Regions from separate parts of the Macaca mulatta genome. Here region 1 is linked to region 2. The links are chromatin contacts, called in public Hi-C maps. All regions are on one chromosome and are shown on one strand. Each heading gives the region's core, a stretch centred on a gene start, on an enhancer-like site or on the middle of the called end of the contact. The rest is flanking DNA. Distances are from core to core; before and after follow the strand shown. Region 1 overlaps LOC144341351. Region 2 overlaps TMEM161B (transmembrane protein 161B).

Region 1 (6,739 bases), core at 1,532-4,031, 480 kb after region 2:
ATATTTGGTTTGTATGATTCAAATGCATGTAAACCACAGTCCACTAGTACAGTCAAGACTACCATTTTCTACATAAAAGCCATTTAATTTACAGTGATTTGTATAGTTCAGGCAAGGTACCTGACTGGCTTACTTTCTCACAAAAGTATACTATTGTTTACTCTGTATCTCAAATTTCTTTTTTATGGGCAGTTACAGGTTATATTTGTATTATGCTTGATACATAATATACAAAGGCTCCCTGCAGAGGAGAAGGCTGCACATACAGAACCTTAGAGCATGAATTAGGAGATATGCAACCCACTGCAGGGCTGCCACCCAGTAAATAATACTCTATTTTGTACATCACTTGGATTTTATCAAATGTAAATTTCAAAATTACCTTTGGTTGGTTGGATTGTCTATTCATTTATGCTTCTTTGCAGTCTCATCTGAAAAACAGTCCAGAAAACAAATGATCACAGTTTTTATATATATGAATAAAGTCATGTAGCTATTGCTTTATTTAAAATATTGCTATTACCATGATTCCTTAAAATGCCAAGAGATTCCATAAAACCCCAGTACAATGTATCCTGGGTCTCAGCACCCACAGGGTTAAATATGCTAATTTGCATTTAAATGGAGACATGCATGATAATGTGAATGCAAAATATGCAGAATCTGGAGGGGTTTAAGAAATTAATTTTTCTTTCTTCTTTTCTTTTATTTTTAGCTTGGAAGGAAGAGGGACTCTTAAAAAAACATTAGGGACTTGAACCTTGTAACCTGCCATACAAAAGAAGAGAGTCTTTCCATGTAAGGATTTTAAGTCTGGAACAGCCTTATTTTCTAAATGTTTAAGGAACTGAATTTCCAGGCCTTTCGAACAATGGGAATCCCTGGATAAATATCTACTCCATTAGAAAGATGCAAATAGTTTACTGGAAGGCCACAGCACAGTGAGATGTGCATTCATATCTATGGCTCCTGATTGGCTCTTTCCTTCAGTAAATCAATGAATAATGTAAAACCTGATTGCTGTAAAGTGGTGGATTTTTGAAAAATTCCCTTCCCCCATTCCCTCTCGATCCAAGATTCAGGAATTCAATACTCCCCCAAATAGGTTGCTTTTCTTTTATGATTTTTTATGCTTATTGTTATTTTGGACTGGAGGGGTGGGGCTATTGGTTTTGCAAAATAAAAGTATTGCCCTGGTTTAATTACGCTGACTGTGGGAACTCGCTTCCTGAGACAGCGCCCTAATTACCGGTGCCAGGGTGGAGAAAGGAGGGTGGTGGGCAGAGGTGGACACCAAGAAAGGGAGAAAACGGAATCCGACTCTGCGGTTCTGGGCCCAAGGCAGCCACGGCTCCAAAGCGGCCCCTGGCCGTGGCCGTGACTTGACAGAGCCTCCGGTCTAACTTCTGATCAATTCCACTGCTCTCCTGACCTCTCAAGACAGTCCCCCATTCAAGCACCGCGGGTACATTTGCAAGATAAAACGCCGCAGACACTAATGCAAATACATTGCCCGAGTTCCCATCACCCTGGGTTCCTGCAGATAATTCCAGGCCACAGAAAGGAGTTCTTGCCTTCCACAGCCGGGTCTAGACTCTAAGCAAATCGCAAAGACCCAGCTCCGTTTGGATACCAGAAGCGTCTTAAGCTGAACCGCTCCAAGTACCAATAACTAACCACGATGGTTGCATCTTGATGAATCTCAACTTGGGATAACCCTGTAAAGCGGCCTCTCACCTCCCAAAATTCAAAAGGCAAAGAGAAAAGGGAAGTGGAAAGCCACCAGATCTAGTTAGCTACTGTACTAAGTTTTCCACCAAAATCGAATCAGACCCTCGCTTCCTTGCCAGGTAATTGCAACTTTGGGGGCGGTTAAAGGGAGGCGAATTATTCAAAATGCGAATTCGAACCCAGAGGTGCAAAATACAAGTGCATTTTGTTCTAGGTTTAAAAGGGAAACCCCCACCACCACCACCACCATCACAAAATTACATACAAAAATTCCCTTTTCCAACGCGAAGATTTCCTGGCATCTCTCTGCGATTGGGGGTCAAGCCGCTGGATAATTAACAGTACTGGCTCAGAAAACTCACGAGATCAACAGGTTTAACATCCGAGGCACACAATCAATTAGCTGAAGCAAAGCCCCGGACTGGCCCTCGGAGCGGCCCGCAGCGGGGCTCTGCGGGCACCGGCTAGCGGGCGAGGTGAGGAGTGCGGGCGCGGGGCCGCGGCAGGCACTGCTGGCCTCATGCCGCCGGCGAGCTGCAGCCTGAGGGCCGCCACGATACTCACTTGATCTCCCTGCGCCAGGAAATGCTGCCCCCCAAATCCAGCTGGGCAGGAACCGAGGCGCCGGCTGAAAGACAAGATCCAGAGTCACAGCACGGCCGCAGCACACAAACAGGCTCCTTTCGGCGTCTCCAAAAAAAAAAAAAAAAAAAAAAAAAAATGTGTTTTTCTCATCATTCCTCTCCTCTGCTCAGCACATTTAAAACTGCCGCTCAATTCCACATGGTGATTCTTGGTTGATTGCGTCTAAAATAGTTTAAATGGGTCTTCCCTTCTGGGGAGAGGGAGAAGGGAGCAAAAGACCAAGGAGGAAAAAAAAAAGCCAACTTTCCCCCCCCATGCCAGGCACTTGCTCCCTGAGCCTCGGAGTGGAGAGTGAAGTGGTGTGTGCGAGGCTTGGCAAGTTTTTGGGGGGGCTGTCCAAGGTCTAGTCCAGCCCCCTCTGCCGAGGAGGACGTGCTCTGAAACTCAACCAATTTCCCCACTGCTTTTGTTACTGATGAACTGAAGCCCTATTGTTCATCCATTGCCACGGTCTTTTTCAGTCCCCACACTACGTTCTGCGTTGCCAGAGATAATGAATTTGCACCCAAACCTCTCACAGTCCCCTCCTGACAGACGGAACAAATTAGAAATGTCTCGTCTGAAGGAAGGCAATGGCTACATTTTCCTATTGTAGGATGCAAAGCACACATTTCTTTGGAAACTTCTTTTGCGTTTTTTAAACATCCTTTTCTTCTCTTTTTCTTTTTTCCTCCAGTTTTTTTCCTCTCTTGGTTTCTTAAGATTCTTCTTTTTTTTTTAATAAAGAATCGCCCTGTCGTTTTTCCAAAGAACCGTTTTATGTAACTTGTGAGTCTTCCTAACCTTCTTCCCCTTCTTTCCTCTCCTTTCTTAAGGACTCTCTTTGCAATTTTATTTACAAACTTGGAGAATGACCTTTTGACTCGCATACTTTTTTTTTTTTTAAAGGTCTTTTGGTTCAAGTCCCCCTTCTTCACTCCTTCCCGTTTGTATCGTGGTTGTTAAATGTGTTTGGCTAAAGACAAGAAATGCATTCTCAAGATTTTTATTCTCTAAACTCTAGAGCTATTCTAAAGGTACCAGGGACGCGCCATAGGGGTTATCTATTTGAGGAGGAAGAAAAAGCGTGTGTGTGTGTGTGTGTGTGTGTGTGTGTGTGTGTGTGTGTGTGTGCGCGCGCGCGCGCGCGCGCGCCTGTCTTCCAGGGAGAGACGGAGAGATGTGGGAGGGTGGGGGTGGAAGTGTGCAGACGACAGAGAAGGGTGGGGGCTTCGAGGGTAAGGTGGGCTTCCTGCAACACAAGCGGGGAGGCTGCCAGGGGTGTGGGCACGGGATTGCGGGGAGGCGGTGCAGGAATCCGTCCCGCAGAGTGCCGTCTGCCTCTGTGGGCCTGTTTGCGCGCCTGGGGCTGGCCGCATCGTGGGCGCGGGTATCTGCGTGCCCGGGTGGTAGTTCCGAGCCTGCGCGCGTGCGACCGGGTACGGGAGGGGGGAAGAGTGCCGTAAAAATTCAGACGAGTGGCCCGTATGTAAATGCGGCCCGGGGGGAGCAGGGAGGCGGTAATGAGAGCCGCTGGCGCTCAGCCCCGCCGGCGGCCCCTAGCTTTCCCGCCAAGTGCAGCCGGAGGACAGACAGCCATGCGTGTCCTTGGCGGGAGAGCCCCCACCCGCCGCGCGCGCCCGCCCTCCGCGCACACGCACACACTCCCCTCGCAGGCGTGGGGCCCAATGGCCACGAGCATGTCAGGAAAACAAAGCTGGGGCTGCGAGGTGGAACGACGAAACGGCAGACTTGGCAGCCGAGGGCAGAGCGGAGGAGCCGCCACCGCAGCCACCGGCGCTTTCTTGTCTGCTCGCAGCTCTGCCCTCCGGCCCAGAAGAAGCCCAGGACCATTTCTTAGCTGCCCGAGAGAAGGTGGCGAGCAGAGGAGGGGGCGGATGTGTACAGGGAGGTGCCACCGGCCCCGTGCGCGGGCACGCACACGCCGGCGCGCAGGGCTGCCGTGGGCGGAAGGAGGGGAATGAGAAGGCCTCGGCAGCGTCTCAGGGAGGCAGTTCCTCCGCGCTGAGGCCGCAGAGTTCTAAGTGCAAAACACCAGGCCAAATCCGGCAAGGCGGCGGCTACGGAATGGCTTACACCTCAAGCCTCCTTCCGCAAACAATGCGATGGGAAGCACCTGGCTGTTCAGGGGAAGCCTTTGCTGGACTCTCTTTTTAAAGGGGTGAACTCGAACCCCAACCTAGGAGCGCTGGCCTAGATGGCTCCGCAGATAAGTCCCAGACGTGGCTATGGAAAGACTGATCTCTCTCTGCTCAGAGCGCCTACCTAGGTGCTCACTAGCGCAAGCACCTCCCAACACACACACACACACCCCACGGCACTCCCATCACTTTAAAACGCGCGCTCATCACCCTGCTGTTAATGAAGCCGCTGCGCGTAATGAGTGCACAGGTAAATAGGTACCGAAACCAGAAGCCTTCACCAGTCGGCTGGGCGATTTACCTCTCCCTACAGGGAGCAATTGTAGTTATCTTGTTTTAGGAGTGATTTGCTGTTGTCTGTGGTCTCCCCCTCCTCTTCTTGTGGAAAGAAGCCAAAAAAATATATATGTTCCGTGGTCAGAGTCTTCTTTCTGATAAGTTACCCGAGCATTGGTCTAAAACATTTGCTTAATCTGTTGGTTTTGGTTTGTTGTTTTGGGGAGTGTTGCTTTTCTGAGGGAAGCAAAAGAACGTGTGTTTGGTGGGGCTGGCAGCTTAGGACAAGAGTCTGCGTGTGCGGCCGGAAGGCTGGCGAGTCTGAAAGCCGCGCGGTGCAGAAAGAAGGCGGCGGCTTGTCCTCCCCCGGGGCCGGCACTGGCCCCTTTGGCACCTCCGGCCTCGGCTCGGCTACTGCCGCCGCCGCCCGCGCTCTCGGGTTCCGCCGGCTGCCGCTCCGTGTTTTCCCCCATCCCGGCTTCACGTTCAAGGTTTAGCTGCGAGGTCACGTCCATTGACGTCAGCTCCCTGTCTCCCTCTACGTCCGGCTACATTTACATACATCAAGGAAATTAGGGCATTAAAAAAATATGCAAATCCTGCGCGAAGAGGAGCGGGTGCATTCCTGGCGCGATCGCCTTTTATTGAAGCTTTTAATTAAAGGGGCCAGTTGGCGAGCCCCTGAAACAACCGCCAAAACCCCCCAAAAGAGAAAAATAAACGCTGTAGCCTTCGAGAACGGTTGTTTCGGCTCCTGTTCTGTGGGCGGCTGAGGACCGCCGGCTGCCCGGCTCGGAGAAGAACAGGTTAGAGGAGGCAGCTCCAGCCCATGCATAATCAGGGCTCCGCGGCGCCTCCATTCTTTCCTCCTCCTCCTCCTCCTCCTCCTCCTCCTCCTCCTCCTCCTCCTCCTCCTCCTCCTCCTCCTCCTCCTCCTCCTTCTCCTCCTCCTCCTCCTCCTCCTCCTCCTCCTCCTCCTCCTCCTCCACCTCTCCTCCTCCTTCTTCTCCTCCACCTCCTCCTCCGCTTCTTGCTCTCGCTCCTGTTGGTTCCAGCGTGTATTATTTTTAATACTGATGCATATGTAAAGGTATATTTGCATTTTTTTAATTCGCGAAAATTTCAGGTTTTGTCGTTTTATTGGTTCCCTTTCCCTCTCTCTTTTTTTTTTTTTGTTGTTATTTTATTATGTCTATCTGTCTCTCTTGTCCCTTTCTGTCTTTTTTGGCGAGTGTCTGCTGCTGTCTCTTGCTAGATAATATAAACAGTTACCTCCCTGCTTCTGTTTATTTAAGGTTACAAATATGCACATCTGTCATGTATGCAATGCCAGCTGTATAACCTCCTGGTTTGGTCATAAAAGAAAAGACACATTTTTTTCTTTCTTTCTTGACATACCTTGATGGGCTGTAATGCCCATCGCTCAAGGCTCAAAGTTTGATTGTCTAATTAACTTCAATTAGCAGAAACACAGTTCAGGGCCAGTGCTTTCGAGATAATCTGTGTATAAGTGAAGTGATTCCAAAGATTTCTAAAGAATTTTTGTGCTGATTGCCTGAGAGGTGCGCCATTCCCCGCCCTATTGCTTTCTAGCATTTCTTATTGAAAAAATATATATATATTTTAAAATGGGTAGACACAGCAATGGACAGCCTTCTTCAAGGAAGACATTTTCAACCATGTTGTATGTTGTACCTTATCGGCTGCATTCAAAATTTACTGAGTTTCATTTTTATCTCAATATGTCTGGAAACAAGGCACATTATCTTGACTGAAAAGCATCCTTGATTCCTGACTTTGAAATGAAAAAAATACACAAAACAATTGGCTATATTAAACCAGTTGATGTGCCTTAAAATATACAGGCCTTGAGTTTAGATTTCAAGCAATGGTAATCTTGTTTATAGGATGGGATTCTCTTTCTTGGCAATATAGCTATGCAGCAT
Region 2 (7,731 bases), core at 4,547-7,046:
TCTTTAAGTCTTAAAGTCTGGACAATATGTTATAACGTCTTTCAAATCAATTAGAAGGGTCCCATTTAGCAATATTAGGCATAAAACAGCTTTGTACCACCCACTGTATGACACCAAGCACTTAAGGCAGGAAGAAGAATTAAGACCCCTTCCTTCACGTGGCACCAAAATCAGAAAAAGGTCTCTTTGATATCTGTTAGCTTAAGATTGTTTTGTTTATTTACAATAAGAATAAGACGGGTTGAAATACTATCTACTAAAGGAAACCAATATTTTTCTTTTTTCTTAAAGTGTGGTTTTGCTATTTTTCATTTTGACTAGGGTATAAAACTTACCATTTTCTGTAGCTCAACCGTACTTATTCGCCCTGCTTCTTTCTTCATCTGATCCACACATTTTTGGGCTAAATTTAAATAAGCTTGCAGGTGACTACGCATCATGGCCAACCGCAAAGCACACAGCAGGATTATTAACCAGAGTCGCAGAGTATCAAATGTGGCTTCTGTCATTCTACAGATCAAAAAGTTGATATAGTGCTCTCAAAGACAACAATATGCTAGCATGCTTGTTGTATGTTAATGCTCACCATATAAAATATAAGAAGTCTATACTTAGTAACAGTTAGACACACAAAAGAATCTGACTCTGCCATAGACTTATCTGTATAATACTTTCACTTGAATAACAGAACTAGATAAATGTATTATGAAAGCATAAGAAGTTAACAGGTATCTAGAAGAAAAAAGTAGAGCAATACATGATACCCTTTTCTCTATATACCCTCCTCCATGGATAAAAACTGGCTGTGACATGAAAAGAGAAGTTGGGGAAAGCAAGAAAACTGCAGGGATTGCCTGTGGGACTAATCAAGTCAATCACCAAACATCATTGGGTACAGCTTTGCCTGATCATACACCTATTTGCATGGGATCTTCCACTCTGCTGAGCCTTCACTTGGGACCACTGGAAAATCAAAACTTCTGATACATTATGAAAGATATCAGATGCCTGAAATTCCTCTACAACAATTCATTTAACTTGTTATGCATTGAAGCTGGCTTGGTTCTAAGCAATTCCTCAAACTTAAGGTTAGGATTCTAGGTGAAAACACATAACGTAAAGACATCATTTCGCACTTTGGGAGGCCGAGACGGGCGGATCATGAGGTCAGCAGATCGAGACCACCTGGCTAACATGATGAAACCCCGTCTCTACTAAAAAAAAAAAAATACAAAAAACTAGCCGGGCGAGGTGGCGGGCACCTGTAGTCCCAGCTACTCGGGAGGCTGAGGCAGGAGAATGGCGTAAACCCGGGAGGCGGAGCTTGCAGTGAGCTGAGATCTGGCCACTGCACTCCAGCCTGGGCGACAGAGCGAGACTCCGACTCAAAAAAAAAAAAAAAAAAAAAAAAAGACATCGTTTCAGAAACCAGATCACTGATGAGGGCTGCTTAAAGAATTTTCGAAAACAGAGATAACTTCTGATGTCCTTTTGGTGTTTAATGTTTTTAAAAGACCATGGGTTTCTGCTCTGATGAAGAAATACATTGCAAGTAATTTGAATGTAGTAACTAGACCACCCTTGGCATCTAGTCTTATATCTAGTACCTACCAGGCACTTAATATGACCGTTGTAATGCACAGACTGATTTGCCAGGTAAAACCTGGAACTGAGAAGGGTCTCCCTGAAATTCGTAAGAACATGAGGGTAGAATGGATGCATATAAAGAAGAACAAATGAGAAAAGATTTACAAAAAAAAAAAAAAAAAAACAAAACCTCATAACTAAAACTATAATATAGGAAAATTTGAAGTGTAATATTTTGCTCGAACTGTTAATGAAATGGAGTTAAGAAATGGGAATGGGACAAAGGCTTTACTTTATATACTCTCTCTTTTTATTAAGTCACGAGGGGACATGGACATAAAATTCCAATGGAAATGCACTGTTCGCTAAGAAAGATAAAGGCGTAACATTTTATCAACATGTTTCCACTACAATGAACAATGAGATTAGGGAGCCATCATGTGAGGGTAACAGTACATAAGCCTACCCACAGCCTTGACCCTTTCCTGGGGACCTATAAACAATACTGTGCTCCCTCCAGTTGTGCAACAAGGACAACTAACTGGGAGCAGCCTGAAGACAGCTATTTCACAGCCTTTGAGGATAACAGGTAATGTGAATGAAAGGAATAGAAGGTAGTGAACTAGAAAATTATTTGCTCAGTTTATGGGTTCAGGATTTAGGATGATAGTCATTAAATACTACTTTCTAATTAGATTATTCAGTATCATCATAAATACCTGAAAAATTCATCTGATAGAGTATCTCAAGAAGGAGCATGAGGAGGGGCTTAAAAGTACACAGGTAAAGCACAGGCAGAAGAAATCACCCTAAATTCCTGATGCCATTCTGAGCTTTCCTGTGTATGCTGTGTTCTTTTTATGAGGTTATAAGCACACATGGACTCTGTTTACCAATATTTTATTTTTTTTCAATGCTTTATCAGAACACATGATGGACTCAAATACATTTCTGGGTTGAAACTACATTATACCATATTTTTTGCTTCTGATTACAAACACCTTTCCACAAATCAATTTGTCTGTGACAGAAGAAGAACCTGTCACTTCATTTTTCCTTCATCCTACCCTCTTTGATGGGAAGCCATTTTTCACAATCTACCATATGCACTTTAGATTTTTAACAAAAATTAAAAACTGCCTCTAATAACCATGAATTCAAATTAAAGAATAATAAAAGAGAGCAGAGGTAAAACCATAGAAAGAGAACCTCAGGTCTTTATGTACAAACCACATTTTTCCTATAATTTAATATACACACAAGGGAAAAGTTCCTTATTCCCATTTCCATTAAATAAAGTATTCACTACTAATGAATCCACATGTAATTTAATCAGACTGGAAGTGGGAAGTGAATGTTGGTATAACTACCAAGTGTTTTATGTACACACGATTTGGCTGAATAACCTTAGTCAAATTATTTAACCTCTGAGCCTGTTATTTCATTTATAAAACAGGATGAGAACAACAACATATGCACAATTACCATAAAAAGATACAATATGTAAAGTATCAATATCTCACATAATAGCTGGTATAAGTGTATCATAAATGCTAGTTTCCTTATTTTCTCAATTTAACTAAGGCAAATATAAAATCAGAGAACATAATGACAGGAGTATGAAATCCAGTTTCCACGACCAAATTTCAAGGAAGGATTGGGAATGCTTTCAGTATCAAAGATATGAATTAGCAGTTTCTCTGAGATTTTTCTAGAACCCTAGGATCCTTAGAATTACTCTTCAATACTTAAGGAATCTGTCAAGTTAAAATTACCATTAAGGTAATTAGTGTATATCGGCAGGGGGGAAGCATTACTTTTTCAGTGGCTATTTCCCGGGTTCAACAGGATTAAATCTAAAAAGAAAAATTATCATGGTCATCACTGATTTTATATATACTCCAAGAAAAACTGGTACCAGGATCTAAAAGAAGTACACAATATAAAAGGTACACTGCAGAGTCAACGACTAGTCAAGTATTTCTATTTTAATTCTGATGAGGCAAAGCAGTGAAAAGAACATTTATTAAGCACTTAATTCCAGCTGGTTGCATTACATGTGTTCTTTCATTTACTCCAATGATAACCTTGTGAGGTAGATACTATTATCTTCGTCTTCCACATGGGGAAACAGAGGCTCAGTGGTTAAGTAATCTGCCTCAAGCAAAGATTTTAGTGAGGAGGAGAGCTGGAGTTTGGACCAGTTCTGTCTGAAACTTTCTATTACTCTAACAGTTCTACAAGGCTAACATATCAAATCTAGTTATTAACGCCTATTAATAAACTGTTTGTTTCCTCACCATCTTCTGCTAAAATATAGTTGCCTAACTATAGAACTATAAACTAGTATTAGATAATAATGTTAAGGTATTAGTATTAGATAATTTTGTTAGGTACGATGATATTATTGTTATATAGGAAAATATCCTTATTTTTTTTAGAGGTGCAAGCTAAAGTATGAAGGGATAAAACTGCTATGTCTCTAATTTAATTCAAAAATGCTTCATCAAAAAACAAAATAAAAAATGGATGAAGCAAATATGGAAAATGTTAACAACTGTCAAATATAGGGGTTGAGTATATGAGTTTCCATTTACACTACTTTTTTTCTCCATAATTTTCACAATTAAAACAAAAGAACTCCAGAAAGTATCTAAACAATAGGCACAATGACAACAGAAAAATGATGATGACTGGACGTAAAGAAGAGAAAAAAACAGTGTATAAGATAATATTAGTGCAAAGTAATAATCATTAACTAATAAAGATCACAAAAATGTTAAATGATGCTCTGTAGCTTCAATTTTCTAACACATCTTTTAGCATTCCTATTAATGTCTGAAAAATACAGTGTCCTGATTTTATCACTGAAAAACAAATACAGTAAATAACATTTAGTAAAGCAGTTTTGGTGATAAAAATCAGCTTTCAAATGCCCATACTTACAAAGGGATACTTTCTTTACCCAGTGGTGGGTTCATAATGTAGTCTTTGGTGATTGGTTTTACCCAGAGCAGAACCATAAATAAAGGTGCCAGGAAGTTGATATGAAGTAATGTTCTGAAAATATGTAAGAAATAAATATAAAAATTCAGAAACAACATGTGCTAATAAACTACAGAAGCTTGGGTCTTACTAAAATGGAGGTAGGAACTTATTTGCAATATTCTACTACTTACGGTACTACTGTCACCATCATTTTATATTTATCATTATGATTTAACACTGATTTGAGCCTGTGAGAAATTATGTCATTATCTTAATTTTTCAAATGAGAACATTTAGATGCAGAAAAGTTAAATGACTTGCTCTTGGCAATAACAGGCCAGAGGTAAATATAGGACTAAAATTCAGATTTGTTCACTTCTATTCTAGTATTCTTTAGTAATCCCATACTTTATTCCTGATTTAATAAGCAGGATTTAATGATTCTAACTTTAGATAGTCAATGAATCTAATGGATTTTCAGTACAGAAGAGTCATCTGATACTTTCTAGTGCAAATGAAACAAAGTGTCTCCTCATTATCTACAAGTAAATGATAGTGATTAGCCAGGTCCATATGACTAGAAGGCATATGGCAGATGGAACCTACTCCAACAACCTGCAACCGAGGAACCTTTCAATGTGTAATGATCATGTATAATTTTAAATTTCCATTGTTAAAATCATAAGTGATTCCACATTTTAATTTCTTTTTGAATGAGTATGAACACACTTGAAATAATTTCCCTATCCCATATATATATATCAAAAAAATTTGATATATATATATATATTTGATATATATATATATATCAAAAAAATTTGCATTACTCCTGACAAGGCAATATACCTAATACAGCAAAGGTTTCAGGTCTGCACTATAACTTCATTGTTAATTGTCCAAGTTTGTACCCTACAGAGACAGATGGCTGATGAACATTTTTGTTATTTCAGAAAAAAGGCAAATTCTTCACACATTTTATTACCATAAACTGCTTTCATTATCAACCACACTTAAGAGCTAAACTGGAGGATTCAAAATACACACAAACACCACATTTTAAAGTATTACTACACAGGCAAATGACAGGGATCTGTGTGAGTGAACAGGGCTGGGTCAGGAAGCCATGAACACCTGACAGGGAAAGGCAGAACTCTCGCTCTAACCTCTGATATGAAAACAGGTCCTAGTGCCTGGCCATGGGGGTGAAGAGAATGCTGCTCTTTGTGCCAGTCATGTTATTCTCACAACAGAACTAGCTTGCCCACACCCTTATATCAAGGCAGAGTGCTACAACACAATGAGGGGCTGCAATAACTGAAAATAAAACCCCAAATCCCCAAAGGGAAAAAATCTTAAAATGAAGCCACATTTTACTAAAAAGGGCACTAAAATGTGTGCTCCACCCCCAACCACCACTAAATGCTTGAAATGTTTTTATAAAGTGATTCTTTCATCCCACAGCCTGGGTAAACCATCGGATGTGGGGAAGAAAGAAGCAGTATTAGGTATGCAGTGTTGCTAGGGAACACTCTAGTATCAAGGAGCAGCCCACAGCGGTTTCAGTAGCTTGTGAAGGGCTCCCCTCCACCCACCCTTTTCAGCTTATTTAAATCATAACACTGGGGTTAGTGGACTGAAGTGTGTGTGTAGAGAGGAGGGGGAGAACCAGGTTTTGTCTTAAAAGAAGCCATTAGGGATACGGGTGGTGGGAGAAAGGCAGGATGTAGCCAAAAGCACGCTGAGTAAAAGAAGGAAAAAAAAAAAAAAAAAAAAAAAGAAGGATGAAGGAGTGTGTAGTGGAAGGTGACAATAGGTAAACACACATATAAAGCATATGTAGAAAAATGGAAGTGAGGTTAAAAAAAAAAAGACAGTCAAAATTAAATTAAAGGGAAATGACATAGGTAACAGAGACAAGAATGTGCAAAGACTAAAGACTCAGCCTCATTAAAAATAGGTTTTAAAGAATAGAAATGTTAGGAAATAAGATCACCCAGAGAAACTTAATGATTATAAATACACATATCAAAATGAAATATTCTCAAGTTGGGCTTCTACTGCAAAACAAAACGATGAGACAGGAACTTTGATCTGAATATGAGTTGAAGTAGATATAAGCCTATCTTTCTGCCAAGATGTCTACATCAACAACAAAAAAAATCTGTGACAACCACAAAGAATACAGTAAATGGGCTTTGAACTACATATGAAGATGAAATATGACTTGTCCAAACGTAGAATTTCAGAACTAAAATAGAATTTGGTAGTTAGAAGTAATGTACAACATATAACATTGTAGAGTATTAACAATTCCAAACTAATGTATTATTTTAATAAGAGTCAATAAGCAGGTCAATAACTTAAGGAAAACAAACATCTCTTACATACAACTTTAAGTTTTAAAATGTTTTTAAATAAAATTTTACATTAAAAAGTTAATTTAAATAGATTCATATAAAAACTTAAAACAATATTTTAAAGTAAAATGATCTTATTTTTTAAGGGAAATTTCTATGGAGCCTCAGTTTAGTTGTAGAGATTGCAATGTAAGCCCCTGAATTAGAAAGAACATAAATTTTGAGATTTTCATTTTAACAGGCAAGACAAATTTAGTAATTGATGGTGTATCTTTTTAAATACAAGACTTAAAATTTAGAAGCAAATAAAAGAAACTTGCTTATAGTTGAAAGAGGAAGTAATGTGACATCAAATAGTTATTTATTAATTTTCAATACAATAATTTATGATTACATTACAATATTATACCTTCATTAAGATGGAAAACATATATTTATCTGCATGTGCTTATGTACATTTTCCGCTTACTGTGTAATTTTTTCTGTTGCCAAATTCAGGGCATCCAGATGCATTTGAGCCAGCCGTAATCCAGGAAATGTCAAAAAAGCCCCAATGAGTGAACAGAAAATAGCCAGGAAAAATTTGAAAGTAAGTTTTGAAACAGGACTCCTAAAAATAAAATTTTTAAAGAAGCTGATAAATTTTTATAATTAGCTTTCGAAGAATTTCCTTTCTTCTAATCAATTCTGTTACAAACAACAATAACAGTAAAACAAAGCAAATTTCTACAAAAAGATTGCTATTATTCAAGTACCTATAATGGATTCTGGTGAACTGTAAACTAAATGAGGCATCTCT

What was found. A called contact is a pair of places that touch in the nucleus more often than the background predicts.
Region 1: a Hi-C map of fetal cortex germinal zone shows a contact between it and region 2, with 2.5 times the contacts expected there. The contact joins two enhancer-like sites. A contact is called at or near these places in 2 of 14 Hi-C or Micro-C datasets (fetal cortex germinal zone and fetal cortical plate).

Annotation. Positions count from the first base shown.
Region 1 is chr6:95,097,045-95,103,783 of T2T-MMU8v2.0, forward strand. It overlaps LOC144341351, which reads right to left. Exons shown (of 3, transcript XM_078004529.1): 3 at 686-2,359. The coding sequence ends at 2,090. Among named protein-coding and RNA genes, the nearest start is that of MIR9-2, 7.1 kb to the left of the region's middle. Within about 2 kb of position 2,782, at least 14 of the 40 cell types and tissues checked have an H3K27ac peak or open chromatin away from gene starts, as enhancers often do. A contact at or near this core is called in fetal cortex germinal zone and fetal cortical plate, where this site is marked.
Region 2 is chr6:94,616,750-94,624,480 of T2T-MMU8v2.0, forward strand. TMEM161B (transmembrane protein 161B) reads right to left here. Exons shown (of 12, transcript XM_001085376.5): 8 at 7,402-7,542; 9 at 4,534-4,647; 10 at 336-510. Among named protein-coding and RNA genes, the nearest start is that of TMEM161B, 67 kb to the right of the region's middle. Within about 2 kb of position 5,797, at least 15 of the 40 cell types and tissues checked have an H3K27ac peak or open chromatin away from gene starts, as enhancers often do. A contact at or near this core is called in fetal cortex germinal zone and fetal cortical plate, where this site is marked.